Regions from separate parts of the Zea mays genome. Here region 1 is linked to region 2. A link is a contact called in public Hi-C data. All regions are on one chromosome and are shown on one strand. Each heading gives the region's core, a stretch centred on a gene start, on an enhancer-like site or on the middle of the called end of the contact. The rest is flanking DNA. Distances are from core to core; before and after follow the strand shown. Region 1 holds the start of LOC103633963 (ERAD-associated E3 ubiquitin-protein ligase component HRD3). Region 2 holds the start of LOC103633789 (rho GTPase-activating protein 7).

What was found. A called contact is a pair of places that touch in the nucleus more often than the background predicts.
Region 1: a Hi-C map of endosperm shows a contact between it and region 2, with 2.0 times the contacts expected there. The contact joins the promoter of LOC103633963 here to the promoter of LOC103633789 in region 2. A contact is called at or near these places in 3 of 25 Hi-C or Micro-C datasets (endosperm, leaf mesophyll and tassel).

The regions. Positions count from the first base shown.
Region 1 is chr1:36,427,287-36,430,473 of Zm-B73-REFERENCE-NAM-5.0, forward strand. It overlaps LOC103633963 (ERAD-associated E3 ubiquitin-protein ligase component HRD3), which reads left to right and starts at 1,350. Exons shown (of 7, transcript XM_008655622.4): 1 at 1,350-2,110; 2 at 3,017-3,187. The coding sequence starts at 1,526.
Region 2 is chr1:35,936,673-35,939,410 of Zm-B73-REFERENCE-NAM-5.0, forward strand. It overlaps LOC103633789 (rho GTPase-activating protein 7), which reads right to left and starts at 1,268. Exons shown (of 22, transcript NM_001351113.1): 1 at 1,150-1,268.

The DNA of each region.
Region 1 (3,187 bases), core at 100-2,599, 490 kb after region 2:
GGTTTCATGGGCTTTATGTAGCTTTCTAAGTCTAAAAAGTTAATAACATTATTGAAAAGCTATTATTGACTTTGCAGGATCAAAAGCCTAATGATATCTTTTAAAAAACTCCAAAAAGTTGTAGCTCAAAAAACAAGCCTTACAAATTAGTCAATTATCGTCCCATTTATCAAAATCACACATGAAACTTTCAGTGGCCTCGACGACGGTCTCATGAGCCCAGTGGTGCAGCCTTACTAGGGTGTGGGGTGACATGAGTGGACGTGAAAACTGGTCAGTGGGGTGCGTTGTGGCGTGACCGCCGATTTGTAGGCTCAACGGAGTCTTTGCGGCGAAGCTTAAAAAAATACTCCCTCCGTCTCAGGATATAAGGCGTAACCACTTTTTATTCTTGTCTCACAATATAAGGCGTGCTCTCTCTATGCATACGTATATCGATGCAGTGGTATAGAGACAATTAAATGCATTTCTTGGTCTTTGAACCAGAGGTGGTTACGCCTTATATAATGGGACGGAGGGAGTAAGTGACAAGAAGAAAATAATTGAACCGTTTTTTCTATGTAACAAGTGATATGTTAGGTATTTTTTTCTCTAACTTTATTAAATTTAAATTTGGTGGAAACACATGCTCAACCAATTTGACAAATCTAAAGATAGATCCCTTATTTTAGTTAAGTAGATCTACAATGAAACTACTAGATATAAAAATTCAATTTAAATATAGTTTACTAGCATATAGCCTGTGCTAATGCTACGATCCCGCGTAGGGAGGGGTCGACGATGGCGACGACAGCGCGAGGGGGAGGAGTTGATGGCGGAGCTGGTGGCCTGAGTGAGGGGAGAGGGCAACGGGGTTGTGGGGAGGGAGAAGGGGAAGGATGATCCAAATAATATTGTTCATTGAATTTGAATGAGCAAGGGGGTGAGATTATCCGTTGATTTTGATGATGTGTTAAGTTTAGATACAATTTGTTTGGTGGATTTAGTGGATGTTATATGTGTGGAGGTAATTTTGTTGTGTGAATTTTGTAAAGTTTAAACTGATAGATTATATAGTGGTATAGAGATATATATTTGATAGTGTGTTAAGTCTCGATGTAATTTAGTTGATCGATGTTATGGATGTGGGGGTGATTTAGTTGAGTGAGTTTTGTAAAATTTAAACTGATGGATTATACAGAGAAAAAGAAGATAGAGAAAAAAGAAGAAGATATAGATAGATTAAATTTAGAGTCACTCAAGTTTTACAAATAAGTCTAAAACTCGTAAGCCCATGGGCCATATAGAAAGATAGCGCAGCGCACACCCAAGCAAAATCACTTAAGTTCGGATCCACACCAGGCTCAAACGCCAAGCCAATCACGGAGCACGGACACGTCTCCACTGCGGGTCCCATCTCCACGTCATAGTCCTAGAAGCTGCCCGCTCGACATGCCCCACCTGCCAGCATCCCCTGCGCAGTCCCAAGTCCCAACTCCTACTCCCTGCCGTGCAACGGGGGTGAGATCTTGTGTTCTCGTAGGCTATGCCTTCCCCGATGGCTCGCGTCCTGCACCGCCGTCTCCTCCTCCTCGCCGCCGTCTCCTTCGCCGTGGTCGCTTCTCTCCTTCGCCCAGCTGCTGCAGTGCGCCCGTTTGTTTTGGTTCTCTCCGGTGAGGACTTCCTCAAGGATTCGGCCGCGCACCCGTCCCTCCCCTCTGCCGACTCCACCGACGACGACGGGTGGGACGACTTCGCCGACGATTCACCAGCCGCCGACCCGCTCCTCTCCCCGTCCTCCTGGGTCCCTCTTCTTGACCCAGCAAGCCCTCCCCTTTCTGGCGATGAGACGGACTCGTCGGCCGACGCGCTCTTCGTCGCGGGCGCCCGCGCGATGCTCTCCGCAGCGTCCGATGGGGACGACGCGGCGTTCGCCACGGCTGCCGCGCAGATCGAGGCCGCGGCAGAGGCGGGGCACCCGGGCGCGCAGTCCGCGCTCGCGTTCCTCACCGGCGCCGGGATGACGCGCCCGGCATCCCGATCGCTCGCATTCCTGTTGCACAAGTTCGCCGCCGACGCGGGAGATCTTCAGTCAAAGATGGCCCTCGCGTACTCCTACTTCCGCCAGGAGGTGAGGTGGTCAATACCGTTTGCTTTTACTCACTCATACAATCTGCATACTCTAATTGGGGGTTGAATGTTTGAATTCGTTGGCTTACTTGCAAATTGAGGAACTTTTTGGGTCAGATATTAGCATTTTTTGCTTGGGGTTGCGAAGGGTTAGTTCCTGGGTGATCAGGCATTAGAATAGCAAGTTGTTTCAGTTAATCAATTGGTAGTCACATTTGCTGAAATTGGGTGTAGACTTTGATCTTATTTGCTGGTAGAAATCGTGAGGCCAGTGTCTTTGCCAATTTGTAGCGTGGTTCTTATTTTTACCATAACATTTTTAGTTTTTGCACAAACATTACACCTTAGAGAATCAAATTCCCTCTTCATCATTGTAGGGTTATATTTGATGTTAGGTCTACAAATTCTTCTCTAGAACTAATGTTTTTTCGTGACACAGTCATCTTACAAGTTGGAGGTAATTTAAGAAGCAATAATCGAATTGAAGAAATTTATCAGTACTAACTACTAACCATGATGTTTTTTTCACTTGAGTACTAGTGAGCACTGAGCAGCCTGCTTTAACCACATTTACTTATTTTTTATCTTGCATCCAGATTCCAGACATTGGATATCTGATGCAGCGTTCTCTTGTAAATTGCCCTGTTTATTTTGGTGAAGCAAATTAGGGATAGTATTTTACCTTAAAAATAAAGTTTAGCTTCTTGCACTAACATTTAATTCCTTTTGGTTACTTGCATATATTGCACAATCTGTGGTTATCACAATAAGCTTTACTTCATATAAAAAGTAGGGGTTGCCCAATCTGATTCAATAATTATTATCATGTAGCTTGTTCTACTCCAGTCCACTCTGTTGGTGTTTAAATTGGGCTCAACCTGTCAAATCCCATCATTTTAATTTTCAGATGTATGAAGAAGCTGTTATACTATACGCTGAACTTGCAGAAGCTGCCCTAACTAGCTCCTTGATATCAAAGGAGCCACCAGTGATTGAACCAATCCGTCTTCACAGTGGGACTGAAGAAAATAAAGAGGCCTTGAGGAAGTCCCGAGGCGAGGACGATGAAGATTTTCAA
Region 2 (2,738 bases), core at 18-2,517:
AAACTCTCATTGTCTTGTTCAATGTAACAGAATATACTTTTTAGAGAACGAAAACTATACTAGAAATGATAGGCTGATAAGACCGTCTTCCACGGTTCACCCATATGGTCACCCAAAACATTGTTTTGCACTGTAGAGTGTAGACTGCATTGTTCACATAGTGGAGTTTAAATATAAGGATGTGGATGGGTACGCTGCTGGAGATAGCCTAAGAGTTGAAGTTCCAACATCATGGAGCGGTGGAGCCCACAAATAATTGAACTTGGCTTCAACGCAAGTTTAATAATAGAGCTCATAATGGACTCTAAATTCTTGCCATGACATCTAGAACCAACAATAAAAACATTCAAATAATGATGTTGGCTATAAGGTTGGCTCTTAGATTATTATCTTGTCTCTTTCTCTTTGATCCTTTTGACTTAGAGTCCGTATAGCAGTTGGCTCTTGCATGAGAGCCCACTTATCTTACTTTTTTATGTCTCTCTCTTCCACACTTATAGCCCATTGCTATACTTGCTCTCATGCTAGCAGTTAGGGTGCCAAAACATAAGCTTTCTAATAAATGGTTTTTAAGAGTTAAGACAAAAGTAACTGCAAATTGTCTATATATATATTGAGCTTCTGAGAAGAGAGTTCAGGCTGCACGGCATCAAAGCACCTTTTCTTAAATGACCCAAACTCTACTTAACAATCTTCAATAGATCGAACAAGATATCACCAAGGAATCTTGTGCTAAAATAAAGACGAGCGAACAAGTTTACACTGCACATGACACGGACCAATAATTGTCTTCAAAATCTTGTCATTTCTGACCGCTAACAAAAGATCCCCCGGATGAAAAGCCACACCCGCAACGATCCGCATGCACTGCGCCCTAAACCAATTGATCTAATTCGTAAATGAAGCACGCAACGGGCCACCCCCCCTCCCGCATGCAACAGCAACGCCGCGGAGAAAGGCTCTTCTGACGCACAAGCGGGTGTCCCCAAAACGAATGCAGCCTGCACAGCATCCTGAAGCCAGATGAACACCCGGCAACCTCATTGTCTCATAGACGCCTGGATCCCAACCTACGAAGGATTCCGCACACCACCCCCTGAAATGCGCAACGCGCACCGATCGAAGAGCGGAGGCGACAATGCGGCTCACCTGCGGGCACGTGCGGCCCGGAATCTCACGTCGGCGCGCGCGGAACCGAGCCTGCCACCTCCTCTTCCTTCCTCTCTTCTGTTCGCGCGCGTTCCTCTCGATCCCCTCTCCCTCCTCCTCCTCCCGCCTCCGCTCCAGTCTCCCGGTTCTATTTCCTCACACCGCTCGGCCTCGTCCCTCACGCCCGCACTTCCTACGGACCCAGTCACATGACCCGGACCTGACGTGTCATAGGCTCATAACAACGGTCCGATTCCCTTCGCGTTCTCCACTTCCGTTCCGCTACGCCACGAGCTAGAGCGAGCGTGCGGACCGGATCAAGCGACTGGGTCCGTAGGATCTCGATGCTAGGTACGTGGCGGCAGATCAGGGGCTCATTCGTAGAATCTCATGCCGTGATGCGGGCGTAGCGGGAAGCACCGAAGCACCAAGCACGTCCTGACGAAAGAGCAGAGTCGTGGGAACGGGCACGCAACCATGCACAGATCACAGATGCACTGCTTGCGGTGACCCCACCTGCTCTTGGGCGTGTGCCCCGATGTCACGCTTTTCCCACCTGCTCACCAGCCGCTGTACGTATCAGGGCATGTATAGTAAGTTGCGTTTTTCCGATCATTATATACACCTATGGTTTATATAACCCAACCTATCTAAACCTTATATCTTATTTATTAGAAGCATTAAGATACGGCTCATTTATATAGATTATATGAATTTAATGGTATATAGAATTTGAGAATCGTACTAAAGACGTTCATTCGCTAAAGGTATATACAGTCATCTTGAGATAATATGTTGTGGTTTTCTAAGCACTAGATACGTCTAAGAAACTCGTTCATACAACCTAATATATATAAATCTTGTATCTTATTTACTAGATACCCTTAAAATATGGTTCATTTATATGGATTATATAAGTTTAACAATATCTAGACTCGATAACCGTGTTAGATACATTCCTTCGTCAAAATACATCTCTTGCTTATGTTTTTTACCCTTAACTCTTAAATACTCCTTAGGCCTTGTTCGGTTATTCCAATTCCATGTGAATGGGAGTGTATTGGAATGTATTGGGATGGATTTTGACTTGCTATAAACCGACTCAATATCACTCAGTACGCATTGATTAATGGTGAAACGAACAAGGAACAAGGTACGCCTCTTGTGTTTTTTTATTTACACTTATCTCTTAAATACCTCTTAACATACGTGTTATTTATGTAACATGCCCTCAGTAGGAATATGCTGTGTGGTCTATTTGGGTAATGATCAATCTAGGATTTTCACATGGTTTCATCACAAATGTGCGTGCAACTCTCCCCGGTCATTGGCATGACCAAAAAAAAAACCGTACCGTCCGAGTAGCGAGCAACTAACCTGTTCTGCTACATGCCTGCACTCTGCACATCGGGACTGTGAGGCCGGTCCGTCCGAACGATTCCCCTGAGACCCTGGCTGATCTGAAAACCACTGCAACTTCAACCGGAGGACCGACATCGACCCATGGCAGTTCACATCGGGACTGCAGTGGAATGGCAAAACCACAAAAGGACGGTACCTGTTGTGCCGCAGCATGCAAAGCCATGTGC